Linked DNA regions of Macaca mulatta: region 1 is linked to region 2. A link is a contact called in public Hi-C data. All regions are on one chromosome and are shown on one strand. Each heading gives the region's core, a stretch centred on a gene start, on an enhancer-like site or on the middle of the called end of the contact. The rest is flanking DNA. Distances are from core to core; before and after follow the strand shown.

Evidence for each region. A called contact is a pair of places that touch in the nucleus more often than the background predicts.
Region 1: a Hi-C map of fetal cortical plate shows a contact between it and region 2, with 2.4 times the contacts expected there. The contact joins the promoter of NPR1 here to the promoter of SLC27A3 in region 2. A contact is called at or near these places in 3 of 14 Hi-C or Micro-C datasets (blood, fetal cortex germinal zone and fetal cortical plate).

The regions. Positions count from the first base shown.
Region 1 is chr1:113,359,494-113,365,721 of T2T-MMU8v2.0, reverse strand. It overlaps NPR1 (natriuretic peptide receptor 1), which reads left to right and starts at 3,091. Exons shown (of 24, transcript XM_077945580.1): 1 at 3,091-3,430; 2 at 3,533-3,588; 3 at 4,137-4,951; 4 at 5,637-5,836. The coding sequence starts at 4,231.
Region 2 is chr1:113,259,801-113,266,175 of T2T-MMU8v2.0, reverse strand. It overlaps SLC27A3 (solute carrier family 27 member 3), which reads left to right and starts at 1,756. Exons shown (of 10, transcript XM_015109681.3): 1 at 1,756-2,670; 2 at 3,024-3,233; 3 at 3,593-3,751; 4 at 4,290-4,414; 5 at 4,698-4,892; 6 at 5,000-5,090; 7 at 5,222-5,420; 8 at 5,659-5,756; 9 at 5,888-6,018. The coding sequence starts at 1,953. INTS3 (integrator complex subunit 3) reads left to right here. Exons shown (of 31, transcript XM_077945619.1): 31 at 1-564.

The sequences.
Region 1 (6,228 bases), core at 1,842-4,341, 98 kb before region 2:
GGCTGATCTTGAACTTCTGATTTTAGGTGATCCACCTGCCTCAGCCTCCCAATGTGCCAGGATTACAGGCGTGAGCCACTGTGCCTCACCTTACTATCTTATTAGTTCTTTTATTTTTATTTTTATTTATTTATTGTTTTTTGAGATAGGGTCTTGCTCTGTTGCCCAGGCTGGAGTGCAGTGGCACGATCTCGGCTCACTGCAACCTCTGCCTCCCAGGTTCAACTGATTCTTGTGCCTCAGCCTCCCGAGTAGCTGGGATTACAGGCATGCACCACCAAGCCCTATTAATTTTTTTTTTTTTTTTTTTTTTTTTTTGAGACAGAGTTTCACTCTTGTTGCCCAGGCTGGAGTGCAATGGCACGATCTCGGCTCACTGCAACCTCTGCCTCCCAGGTTCAAGCGATTCTCCTGCCTCAGCCTCCCAAGTAGCTGGGATTACAGGCACGCACCACCACGCCTGGCTAATTTTTGTATTTTTACTAGAGACAGGGTTTCTCCGTGTTGGTCAGGCTGGTCTCAAACTCCCAACCTCGGGTGATCCGCCCGCCTCAGCCTCCCAAAGTGCTGGGATTACAAGCGTGAGCCACCGCACATGGCCTCTGCCTGGCTAATTTTTGTATTTTTAGTAGAGACAGGGTTTCATCATGAAGGCCAGACAGGTCTTGAACTCCTGGCCTCAAGTGATCCGCCCAACTCCGCCTCCCAAAGTGCTGGGACTACAGGGATATGCCACCATGCCCAGCCAGTTCTTTTTTTTTTTTTTTTTTTGAGACGGAGTCTCACGCTGTTGCCCAGGCTGGAGTGCAGTGGCCAGATCTCGGCTCACTGCAAGCTCCGCCTCCCAGGTTCCCGCCATTCTCCTGCCTCAGCCTCCTGAGTAGCTGGGACTACAGGCGCCCGCCACCGCGCCCGGCTAATTTTTTGTATTTTTAGTAGAGACGGGGTTTCACTGTGGTCTCGATCTCCTGACCTTGTGATCCGCCCGCCTCGGCCTCCCAAAGTGCTGGGATTACAGGCTTGAGCCACCGCGCCCGGCCGCCCAGCCAGTTCTTTGATTTTTTTTTTTTTTTTTTTTTTTGAGACGGAGTCTCGCTCTGTCACCCAGGCTGGAGTGCAGTGGCCGGATCTCAGCTCACTGCAAGCTCCGTCTTGATTTTTAAAAAAGTATTTCATCCGCGGAGCTTGCAGTGAGCCGAGATCGCGCCACTGCACTCCAGCCTGGGCGACAAAGCGAGACTCCGTCTCAAAAAAAAAAAAAAGTATTTCATCCAACTCTTTTAGTTGTCTATAGCTTTAAGGCTAGTTCACCGTTATTGAAAGGAGCTCAATTACTAAACTATATTTCTAGTCCAGTCATTTCTTCTGAGCTCCAGCTCCACTAGTCCAAGGCCTATCAGACACTTCCACTTGAGTATCTGTAGGCACCTCACATCCAATAAACTAAAAGTATCATCCTTCCAAAACCTCCTTCTTCAGCTTCTCAACTAATGGGGTCAACGTCACCTAGACCTGTTATTTGTATAATGTCCTCATTTCCCAAAGTTCAACTGATTCTACTTACAAAACATCTCCCCATCTCCAACTGCTGTCTACCTCTACAATCTCTGGAACCCGCCATCTCCATCACAGGACAAGAACATTATGCCTGTCACACAAAAGCTTTCATAATCTTCCCTCCATTGCCCTTTGCCCTGCCTCTTTTCCTCAGTCATCCTACATACAGACACCTTACATCCAAGATCAGGGCTGAAAACACAGACTCCTACTACAGCCAGGCAGGTAATGCACCTGAATGAAGCAGGGTGCCTAGGAACCATGATGAACTAGACTCATTTCAAGGAGATAATGGATACTTGTTCTGGTCGGTTGCTCATGGAGGGATGCAGGACAATATATTGCCAGCTCTTCCAATATTTTAGGAAAAGTCAGAAATCCAGGTTGGGCCTGGTGGCTCACACATGTTATCCAGGAATATTAGGAGGCCAATGCAAGAGGATCACTTGAGCCTAGGAGTTCAAGACCAGCCTGGGCAACATAGAAAGACCTCCATATTTGGAATAAAAAAAAAAGTCAGAAATCCAAATATTTATGTGCCATCTTATGACTTTTTTTTTTTTTTTTTTGGAGACGGAGTCTTGTTCTGTTGCCTAGGCTGGAGTGCAGTGGCGCAATCTTGGCTCACTGCAACCTCTGTCTCCCGGGTTCAAGCAATTCTCTACCTCAGCCTCCCAAGTAGCTGAGATTACAGGTGACCACCACCATGTCCAGCTAATTTTTGTATTTTTAGTAGAGACGGGGTTTCACCATCTTGGCCAGGCTGGTCTTGAACTCCTGACCTCGTGATCCACCCACCCTGGCTCCCAAAGTGCTGGGATTAAAGGCTTGAACCACCTTGCCCGGCCCCATCTTATGATTTTTAAGTGTGGGGAATTAAAAACAATATACACAGAGAGAATGCAAACCAAAGCATGCCTACCATCTCAAGTTGGCCTATCGACCACAATTTGCTCCAGATAATAAGAATATTCAAGTCTCCTAAAATTCCATATATAGGAAATATACTTCAAAATTCTGCTCTGTCTACACAGAATACCTTTCTCATCCTTCTGTCCTCTTGAATTATTTCTCTTTGGAGATTTTCTGGCCCCAATCCAAGCAGAATGAATAGCCCTCACTGAGTCCTTTAGCAGTTTATCCATGTCTCCCGTGTAGTGCTTAATGCATGTTGCATTACGGTTATTCGTCCCAAATAGAGTTCCTCAAAGGCACGGACTATATATATTCATCTTTAAGCCCTCGGCACCTAGTGCGTGCTTGACGCACCAAGGGTTCTCTGGAAATATTTGCTGACCTCAAGTTTGGTGATCTTACATGTCCTGCTTAGGCGCAGCGTTGGAGAGGTTGGCGCTGCAATGCCGTCAATGACCCCTGATAACCATTAGAGGGCACACTGATTCCACAGCAGTCTGCACCGGGGGCCCAGCTGTCAAGTGCTCCAAAACCCACTCCCGCAACTTAACGCCTTCAATGGTCATTTCCAACAACATCTTCCATAGCCTTCATTTTAACAACCCTCAACACAAAACAGTCATTTTCTTGGGGCGGCCCTGAGGTGTGAACTTCTTCCCTCCCAGCCACCTACCCACTCTCCCCATCTTCCTACAATTTGGGCGCTAAAGATTTAATTCCGCCCTGACACCAGATTATTTTTCACAGCTAATCTGCACAATCTGGAAGGTGGCACGGAGGGAAAGAGAGGGGGATCATAGAAGGACTGGGTAACAAGCACTCTGGGCTCGCCTTCAACTTTAACAGACTTTCCAGAAACCCGTCACCCCACTCCCAAACACACACATCCACGCACTCACACAGTTTCCTGCCAGGATCCCAAACCAGCACACCTTTCACTCTTCCCCCATAAGACCAGGTAGGGGGCGAGGGAAAAGGTGGGGTGAGGGAAAAGGTGGGGTGAGGGAAAAGGTGGGGCGCAAGCGGGCCCCGGTTGCTTCCACACACACCCTCCGTTCAGCCCTCCTTTCCATTCCGGCGACGGCGCGCCTTCAGAAGGTCCTGTCCTCCAAGGAGGTAGGCGTGGGGCGGCCGAGACCCGGGAAGATGGTCCACCGGGAAGCGCGCGGGCTGTGCGGCGGGGAGGAAGGAGTTAAAGATCCAGGATTGGCTCTTCAGTCACTGAGTCTGGGAGGGGAAGCGGCTGGGAGGGAGGGTTCGGAGCTTGGCTCGGGTCCTCCACGGTTCCCTCCGGATAGCTGGAGACTTGGGCCGGCCGGACGCCCCTTCTGGCACACTCCCTGGGGCAGGCGCACACGCACGCTACAAACACACACTCCTCTTTCCTCCCTTGCGCGCCCTCTCCCATCCTTCTTCACGAAGCGCTCGCTCGCACCCTTTCTCTCTCTCTCTCACTCTCTCTCTCTAACACGCACGCACACGCCCAGTTGTTCACACTCGGGTCCTCTCCGGTCCGACGTTCTCCTGGCACCCACCTGCTCTGCGGCGCCCTGCGCGCCTCCCTCCGTCGCGCCCCTTGCGCTCTCGGCCCAGACCGTCGCAGCTACAGGGGGCCTCGAGCCCCGGGGTGAGCGCCCCCTTCCCGCTCCTGCTCCTTCCCATAGGGACGCGCCTGATGCCTGGGACCGGCCGCTGAGCCGGTGGGGACCGAGAAGGCCATGGTGGGAGCGCTCGCCCGCTGCGGTGCCCGCTGAGACCATGCCGGGGCCCCGGCGCCCCGCCGGCTCCCGCCTGCGCCTGCTCCTGCTCCTGCTGCTGCCGCCGCTGCTGCTGCTGCTCCGGGGCAGCCACGCGGGCAACCTGACGGTAGCCGTGGTACTGCCGCTGGCCAATACCTCGTACCCATGGTCGTGGGCGCGCGTGGGACCCGCCGTGGAGCTGGCCCTGGCCCGGGTGAAGGCGCGCCCCGACTTGCTGCCGGGCTGGACGGTCCGCACGGTGCTGGGTAGCAGCGAGAACGCGCTGGGCGTCTGCTCCGACACCGCAGCGCCCCTGGCCGCGGTGGACCTCAAGTGGGAGCACAACCCCGCCGCGTTCCTGGGCCCGGGCTGCGTGTACGCCGCCGCCCCGGTGGGGCGCTTCACCGCGCACTGGCGGGTCCCGCTGCTGACTGCCGGCGCCCCGGCGCTGGGCTTCGGTGTCAAGGACGAGTATGCGCTGACCACCCGCGCGGGGCCCAGCTACGCCAAGCTGGGGGACTTCGTGGCGGCGCTGCACCGACGGCTGGGCTGGGAGCGCCAAGCGCTCATGCTCTACGCTTACCGGCCGGGTGACGAAGAACACTGCTTCTTCCTCGTGGAGGGGCTGTTCATGCGGGTCCGCGACCGCCTCAATATTACGGTGGACCACCTAGAGTTCGCCGAGGACGACCTCAGCCACTACACCAGGCTGCTGCGGACCATGCCGCGCAAAGGCCGAGGTGAGACGCTGGCACACCCCGTCCCGCAGCTTAGCTGCAGGGCTTCCCCTCTGACCGGCCGGAGGCATCGGGACTTCCTCTCTTGTCTGGGGGTACTCTTCTTTCTCCTCGCCGTTCTTCATTCCACTCTCAGCTCCACGGTCCTTTGTACAGCTGAGTTTCTATTTCCCTCTCTTCTTCCGCCACCCTCACCACATCTCTATCCTCTCACCTCGCCGACCCCCACTCACTCCCTCCCACCCTAGTACAGCTCGGTTCCGGTCCCTTTTTTCCTCCTGCATTTTCTCTCTTCCCTATAGCCTTCTCCCCTCTTTCATCCTCTCCTCCCATTGCTCCTTATCCCCTCTCTTCTCCCCCTCCCTCACTCTTCTCGCCCTCCTGGCCCCACCCTTCTCCACCTTCAGCTCCACTATCCCGCTCTCCCTACCTGTTCCTTCCTCGCTTCCGCCCCCTCCTCCCCTCTTTCCTCCCCGCCCCCCCCGCCCCCCACGCCCCGCCTCTCCTTCCACCCTTCGTCTATCTCCTGCTGTGGCCTAGGCTGAGCCGGGAGTTACCGCTTAACTCTCACCGGGTCTCTCCTGCCCCCTATCTCTAAACTTCCTACCCTGGATGCCCCAGCTTTCCTACTCCTGTCTCTCCCGCAGTACCTAGGCTTCTCCCTCTGACTCCCCGTCTTTTTCTCCAGTTATCTACATCTGCAGCTCCCCTGACGCCTTCAGAACCCTGATGCTCCTGGCCCTGGAAGCTGGCTTGTGTGGGGAGGACTACGTTTTCTTCCACCTGGATATCTTTGGGCAAAGCCTGCAAGGTGGACAGGGCCCTGCTCCCCGCAGGCCCTGGGAGAGAGGGGATGGACAGGATGTCAGTGCCCGCCAGGCCTTTCAAGTGAGTACCTAGGTTTGAAGCCCAGGCTGTCTCAGCTTGTGGCACATAATTTCTGGGCACTGTGTCCCTCAGCGTCTGAAAGAATTCCAGAAAAGAAGTTTTTGTCTGTTTGTTTCTTTATGCACTCCTGGTAACTCACAGAACAGAAGAGGTTGGTGATGCTCACTGGGAATTAAGCAATGAAGGGCAGGGGACTGCACAGGGGCGCTTTGGCACCAGCAGGCTAAAAATATAAGAACATGGCTTGAGGCGGGAGGAGGATAAAGTCCCACAGCTTGGACAGGACTTGGAGAAGCCATCCCATTGGATCCTCTGCTTTGGAGTGGGCATCACTTCATGCAGGGCATAGGGTCCAGTTTGACCTTGAGCTAAGCAGAGATGCAGCTCTGGGA
Region 2 (6,375 bases), core at 507-3,006:
TGAAGCCAGAGGCTCTGTAAAATCAGGCCATAGTGGAAGTCCTCAGCCCCCAGGCCCCTTCCCCAGTCTCCTCCCCCAGTCTCCCAAGGAGCCATTGCAACAAAGAAGGGAAATGACAAAGGGGCAGCTGGCCAGAGAAGCTGGGATAAGAGCAGAGACTCAGTGTGTGGGTGTCCCTTCCCGCTTCCCCCTTCGGGTCTTGGTTTGTTCTGAAGGGGTGTTTTATAGTCACTATCCACATGCCAGTGTGAAATGGGCTATCTGTGACGTGGTCAGGGTGTCCATTCCTAATCATGGGGCAGATGCTGCAAGCATTCAGAAAGGAGTCTGAAAGGGTGGCCACAGCCCCATGTGGTGTGCCCTGGAGGCTTAGGTTGGCCTGAGGTTGGCACCTCAAGCTACACCAGAGTCCAGGGAGTCCCAGAGGCAAGTTTCACAGAACTGTCAAATGATCCCATTTCCTTGAATCTGGGTTTTTTGGTTTTTTTTGTTTGTTTGTTTTTGGCAGAGATAATCGTGTCTTAAAAGTTGTTTTTAAATGACAATAAAACAAGCCAGAATGTCTTTTGTGCTGGAGTGTCTGCTGGCGTTTGCCCGTGCATGTATAGCTTGGTCTTGATTTGATTGGCATCGCTACTTGTAACCTCAGAACAACCCCCTTTCCCTTCCTGTTCTGCCCCCACTTTTGCCTAGAGCAGAAGGGACTTGGCTTTGGCCCCTACCCATCCTTCCTGCTACCACTGGAGGTGGGAGCCAGGCGCTGACCTATCTATGCAGAACCATCCCCTGTAGGATGAGGCCTTTCCTTTCTCATTTCTCAAGAAATGAGGCTTCCAAAAGGTCTGTCATCCTCCAGTTGAAGTCTGTGTGCCTACCAACAACTGCCGGAGGACTCCCTGCTTGACGGGAGGGATACTCCAGCTTAGTCTCCAGGGACAACTGTATCTGGAGATGAAGTCCGGATACCAGGGAGGGATAGAGATGCTCTTCCTTCCACAGTCTGGCCACTTTGCTGGGCCATGTGAACCAGCAGAGGAGAGTTCTTTGGCTATGCTATTGTTCCCCCGCTGTCCAGGGAGAATGGAGGCGGACTGAGGAGTGAAGTTTGGGTGAACTGCACAGAGCTGCTCCTCTTCACCCTGAAAATTTGTCTTTTTACAGAATCCAGGTTCTTCCCTCTCTCATCACTGCTGTTCCTTCCTTTGAAAGTCTAAACCACCAGAGGCCTTTTTCCTTCCTCTCTCCTTCCCCAGTTTCCTCTGCCCCAATTAAAACCAGAATGGAGAGCATTTGCTGACTGGCCCCAATTATTGTACCCTTGCCCAAAGGGAGGGGCCTCTATCGTGGTCCCTCAGAAATCTGGCAGTCTGGGTTTCCACCTTTCCCCTATTTTAACTCTCAGCCCCCACCCATCCCCTGGGGTTGCGGCTGGCAGGAGGGGATGGGCCTGCCTATCCTGCTGGGACTTGCAGAACCAAATGGGCCAGGGGCCAAGTTCTTCATTCTTTTGGGAGAGAGCAATGGTACCTTCCCTTCACGGGAAAATGAGAAACATTGAGGGGAAGATGGACTGCGATCCAAAAGCCCTGGCTGTCAGGCCTGGACTCTAGAGCTTAGCCAGATGCCTAAACCGCCCAAGCCGAGAAAGAACTTAGAAGACAGACATAACCCTGGGATTGAGGGAAGGCGCGAGCACCGCCCCGGACCTGGTAGGATGCGAGCCGCGAGCAGTCCGGGAGGGAGCGCGCCTAGGGCGGAGCGTAGGCTGTGGGGAGGGCTGGGAGTCCGGGGCCGCCCCACACCCGCACTCCTCCCGGGTTTCTGCTCTCCGCCCGTGGGGAGTGGTGGGGGCTTGGGTGGGAAGGGGCGTGTGCCAGCGCAGGCGCGCTCACGGGAAGGAGAGGTCTCAGCTAGAACGAGAGGCCCTGGGTTTTCGGGAGGGAGGAACAGGGATGTTTGCTAGCGGCTGGAACCAGACGGTGCCGACGGAAGAAGCGGGCTCCATGGCTGCCCTCCTGCTGCTGCCCCTGCTGCTGTTGCTACCGCTGCTGCTGCTGAAGCTACACCTCTGGCCGCAATTGCGCTGGCTCCCGGCGGACTTGGCCTTCGCGCTGCGCGCCCTGCGCTGCAAAAGGGCTCTTCGAGCTCGCGCCCTGGCCGCGGCTGCCGCCGACCCGGAAAGTCCCGAGGGGGGCTGCAGCCTGGCCTGGCGCCTCGCGGAACTAGCCCGGCAGCGCCCCGCGCACACCTTTCTCATTCACGGCTCGCGGCGCTTTAGCTACTCGGAGGCGGAGCGCGAGAGTAACAGGGCTGCACGCGCCTTCCTACGTGCGCTAGGCTGGGACGGGGGACCTGGCGGCAGCGACAGTGGCGCGGGGAGCGCTGGAGAAGGCGAGCGAGCGGCGCCGGGCGCCGGAGATGCAGCGGCCGGAAGCGGCGCGGGGCTTGCTGGAGGGAACGGTGCGGCCAGAGGTGGAGGAGCCGCCGCCCTTCTGGCACCTGGAGCAACCGTGGCGCTGCTCCTCCCCGCCGGCCCGGAGTTTCTGTGGCTCTGGTTCGGGCTGGCCAAGGCCGGCCTGCGCACGGCCTTTGTGCCCACCGCCCTGCGCCGGGGCCCCCTGCTGCACTGCCTCCGCAGCTGCGGCGCGCGCGCGCTGGTGCTGGCGCCAGGTAAGGCTGGAGCGCCGAACTAACTAAGGCGCGGCCAGCCACAGAAGGGGGCGTGTCGGGGACCGCAGAAGGGCTTGGATTCATCCCTGGGCCTGGGAAGAAGCCGACTATCCCTTGGGGTTCGAAAGTGAGTGGAGCTAGGAGTCTCCGGGTTTGCAAAGGGATGAGACTGAATCTTTGGTGCCCCAAGTATCCCCAAGGAGTCGAGTTCCAGGCCTCAGACCCAAGATGGAATGTCCATACCCTTCACCCTCACCCAAGAGCAGTGTGGGCTGGGATGGGGAGGAGACATGGGTCATAGGCTCTTCTAGGTAGAGCCAGGGCCCCGGCGCTGTGCTTTCCCACCCTTCCAGAGTTTCTGGAGTCCCTGGAGCCGGACCTGCCCGCCCTGAGAGGCATGGGGCTTCACCTGTGGGCTGCAGGCCCAGGAACCCACCCTGCTGGAATTAGCGATTTGCTGGCTGAAGTGTCCGCTGAAGTGGATGGGCCAGTGCCAGGATACCTCTCTTCCCCCCAGAGCATAACAGACACGTGCCTGTACATCTTTACCTCTGGCACCACGGGTGAGAGCCGGGCACCATACTTAGCTCCCCGAAACTAAGGCAGAGGAAGGCAGGGTTCTGGGAACAGAGACTGGGACCTCCTCAGCTCCCAGACCACTCCTTCAAAGCCCCCAGACAGGATGCTGGTTTCATTGGCACTTCCTTTTTCTCTTCATCATTTCACTCCCCAGTCCCTTCACCTCCTACTCATTTCTCCACCTCCCCCAGACCACCCAGATTTCCAGGACAGCCTGGTCTCCATCCTCAGCTTCCGTCCTGCATCCGCCTCTTTCTGTGGGAAACCCAGTGGGGGTGCAAACAGATAGGTAGAGCTTGGAGTCCACCCTTCCCCTGATCGCCCCACAACTGCCACCCCACAGGCCTCCCCAAGGCTGCTCGGATCAGTCATCTGAAGATCCTGCAATGCCAGGGCTTCTACCAGCTGTGTGGTGTCCACCAGGAAGATGTGATCTACCTCGCCCTCCCACTCTACCATATGTCCGGCTCCCTGCTGGGCGTTGTGGGCTGCTTGGGCATTGGTCAGTCTCCCCAACCCCACCTTCATTAATTCATCCAGCAGACATTTATTAAGCACCTACTGTGGTGTGAGTCCTCCAGGGTAGATAATCTAGAGGACGGATGGGGCAGAGCCCTACTCACCAGGAGCTCTACAATGGCAATGTTACCTGCCTAGACCTACAGACTGAGGAACAGGGCAGGGGGGGCCATATAGCCACATAACTCCAGGCTGCAGGATCAAAGGCAGGGAAGGACTATCAGTCCAGGAACAGGCAAATAGAGAAGAGGGAGAGAGAGACAAGGAGGTGAGAGTGTGGAGGATGGGATCTTTGGGGCTGGGAAGTAGGGAAAGGGCATTCACCTCTTCCAAGGCTGGGGACAGGGGCCGGGGGAGGGGAAAGAGGGCCAGCACAGCTTCCTGACGGTGTGACTCCCACAGTGGGCCCTTCCCAGGGAATGACTACAGTGAAGGCTGGGGTCTGGAAAGAGGGGCTCGGGCTTCCCACCCTGCTCCTAATCTTACCTGCTTCCTTCTTCCCCACTTCCCACTTCTGGCAGGGGCCACAGTGGTGCTGAAGTCCAGGTTCTCGGCTGGTCAGTTCTGGGAAGATTGCCAGCAGCACAGGGTGACCGTGTTCCAGTACATTGGGGAGTTGTGTCGATACCTTGTCAACCAGCCCCTGGTGCGTGGGCATAGATCCTGGGCAGAGCTGCTGACACAGGGCTAGCTCACGGGGAACAGGACAGTTGACAGGAGACACTGAGACAGGGAGTTGGAGGGAGAAGCAGCAAGAAGGAAATCGCAGTGTAAGATAAGGAGCCGGAGATGGCCTAGGCCATCTGACGCTTACGGCCTCTGAAGGAGGTCACAGTGCTGGGGGGGTTCTGGTGAATGGAGAACAGGAATTCACTGCGGGGAGCGGGCATCTTGGTGCTGAAGCCCCGGCCCTCTCCCACTCATCTCAGAGCAAGGCAGAACACGGCCATAAGGTCCGGCTGGCAGTGGGCAGCGGGCTGCGCCCAGACACCTGGGAGCGTTTTGTGCGGCGCTTTGGGCCCCTGCAGGTGCTGGAGACATATGGACTGACAGAGGGCAACGTGGCCACCATCAACTACACAGGACAGCAGGGCGCTGTGGGGCGTGCTTCCTGGCTTTACAAGGTGAGGGGCAGAGAGGAAACTGAGAACCCGTGGAACAGCAGAGGGCTGGCAGGAGAGGGGGCTCATGTGACTGCAATGGTTCAGTACCCGGGTCTCCCTTTCCCCAGCATATCTTCCCCTTCTCCTTGATTCGCTATGATGTCACCATAGGAGAGCCGATTCGGGACCCCCGGGGGCACTGTGTGGCCACATCTCCAGGTTGGTGGTGTTCTGGTGGGGTGGGCGAGGTGCTGACGCTGGCACAGGAGGACTGGAATTGGAGACGGGTGGATGGGGGCAGGAGGCTCTGGGAAAGGTGACAGCACTCCTGACCCTGGTGACTCTGCCAGGTGAGCCAGGGCTGCTGGTGGCCCCGGTAAGCCAGCAGTCCCCATTCCTGGGCTACGCTGGTGGGCCAGAGCTGGCCCAGGGGAAGTTGCTAAAGGATGTCTTCCGGCCTGGGGATGTTTTCTTCAACACTGGGGACCTGCTGGTCTGCGATGACCAAGGTTTTCTCCGCTTCCATGATCGTACTGGAGACACCTTCAGGTATCTGTCCATAACTGGTTCTTCATCCTGGACCTCTGATCTCTGTGATCCAAAGCTTCTGAACCTCAACTCCCTGATCTGCCACCTCAACCCGGGTCCTCAGCTAATCTCTCATTCTCAGATCTCACCATCTCATCCCTGTGACAGTCTGGCACGCTGACCTCTGACCTCATCTCCCCACCAAGCCCATGAGGCCCTGACCCCTGACTCCCAGTTTCAGATCTCTGCTCTCTGACAGGTGGAAGGGGGAGAATGTGGCCACAACCGAGGTGGCAGAGGTCTTTGAGGCCCTGGATTTTCTTCAGGAGGTGAACGTCTATGGAGTCACTGTGCCAGGTGCCTAGGCATGGAAGGTGGGGGAGGCACCCAGCCACCACCCCGAATTGGTAATACCTGGGCGCAGGGAGCACGAGGCCTTCATGGTGGTCAGCCATGGAGGGGCTTACTCTGTCTCCCACACCCATCAGGGCATGAAGGCAGGGCTGGAATGGCAGCCCTGGTCCTGCGTCCCCCCCACTCTTTGGACCTTATGCAGCTCTACACCCACGTGTCTGAGAACTTGCCACCTTATGCCCGGCCCCGATTCCTCAGGCTCCAGGTAACCAGCCACTCCCCCCGCAGCCCCTCACCCCATATATCCTCACTCCACATATCCACCCCATGTATCAACTTTGGGAGTTTGATGGCTCCCAAACTCTACAAAGGGGCCCCCAACGTAATACACTCCACGAAGAGAAAAACCACGGAGACATACGCCCTTCACCCCACTTCTTTCCTTATCCCTGCCTTCTTCTGGCCTGGCTCTTTCTCCTCCCTGTCACCTCCTCCCCTAAACTTTGACCTCGCACTCCCTTTCCCCAGACGTGCTCCTTAACAAAATTTAGGCAACTCCCCTGAACCAGCTGGGCAGAGTCCCCTTCCCTCCAACTCCTCTGACCCTTCCTCCTGTCCCCAG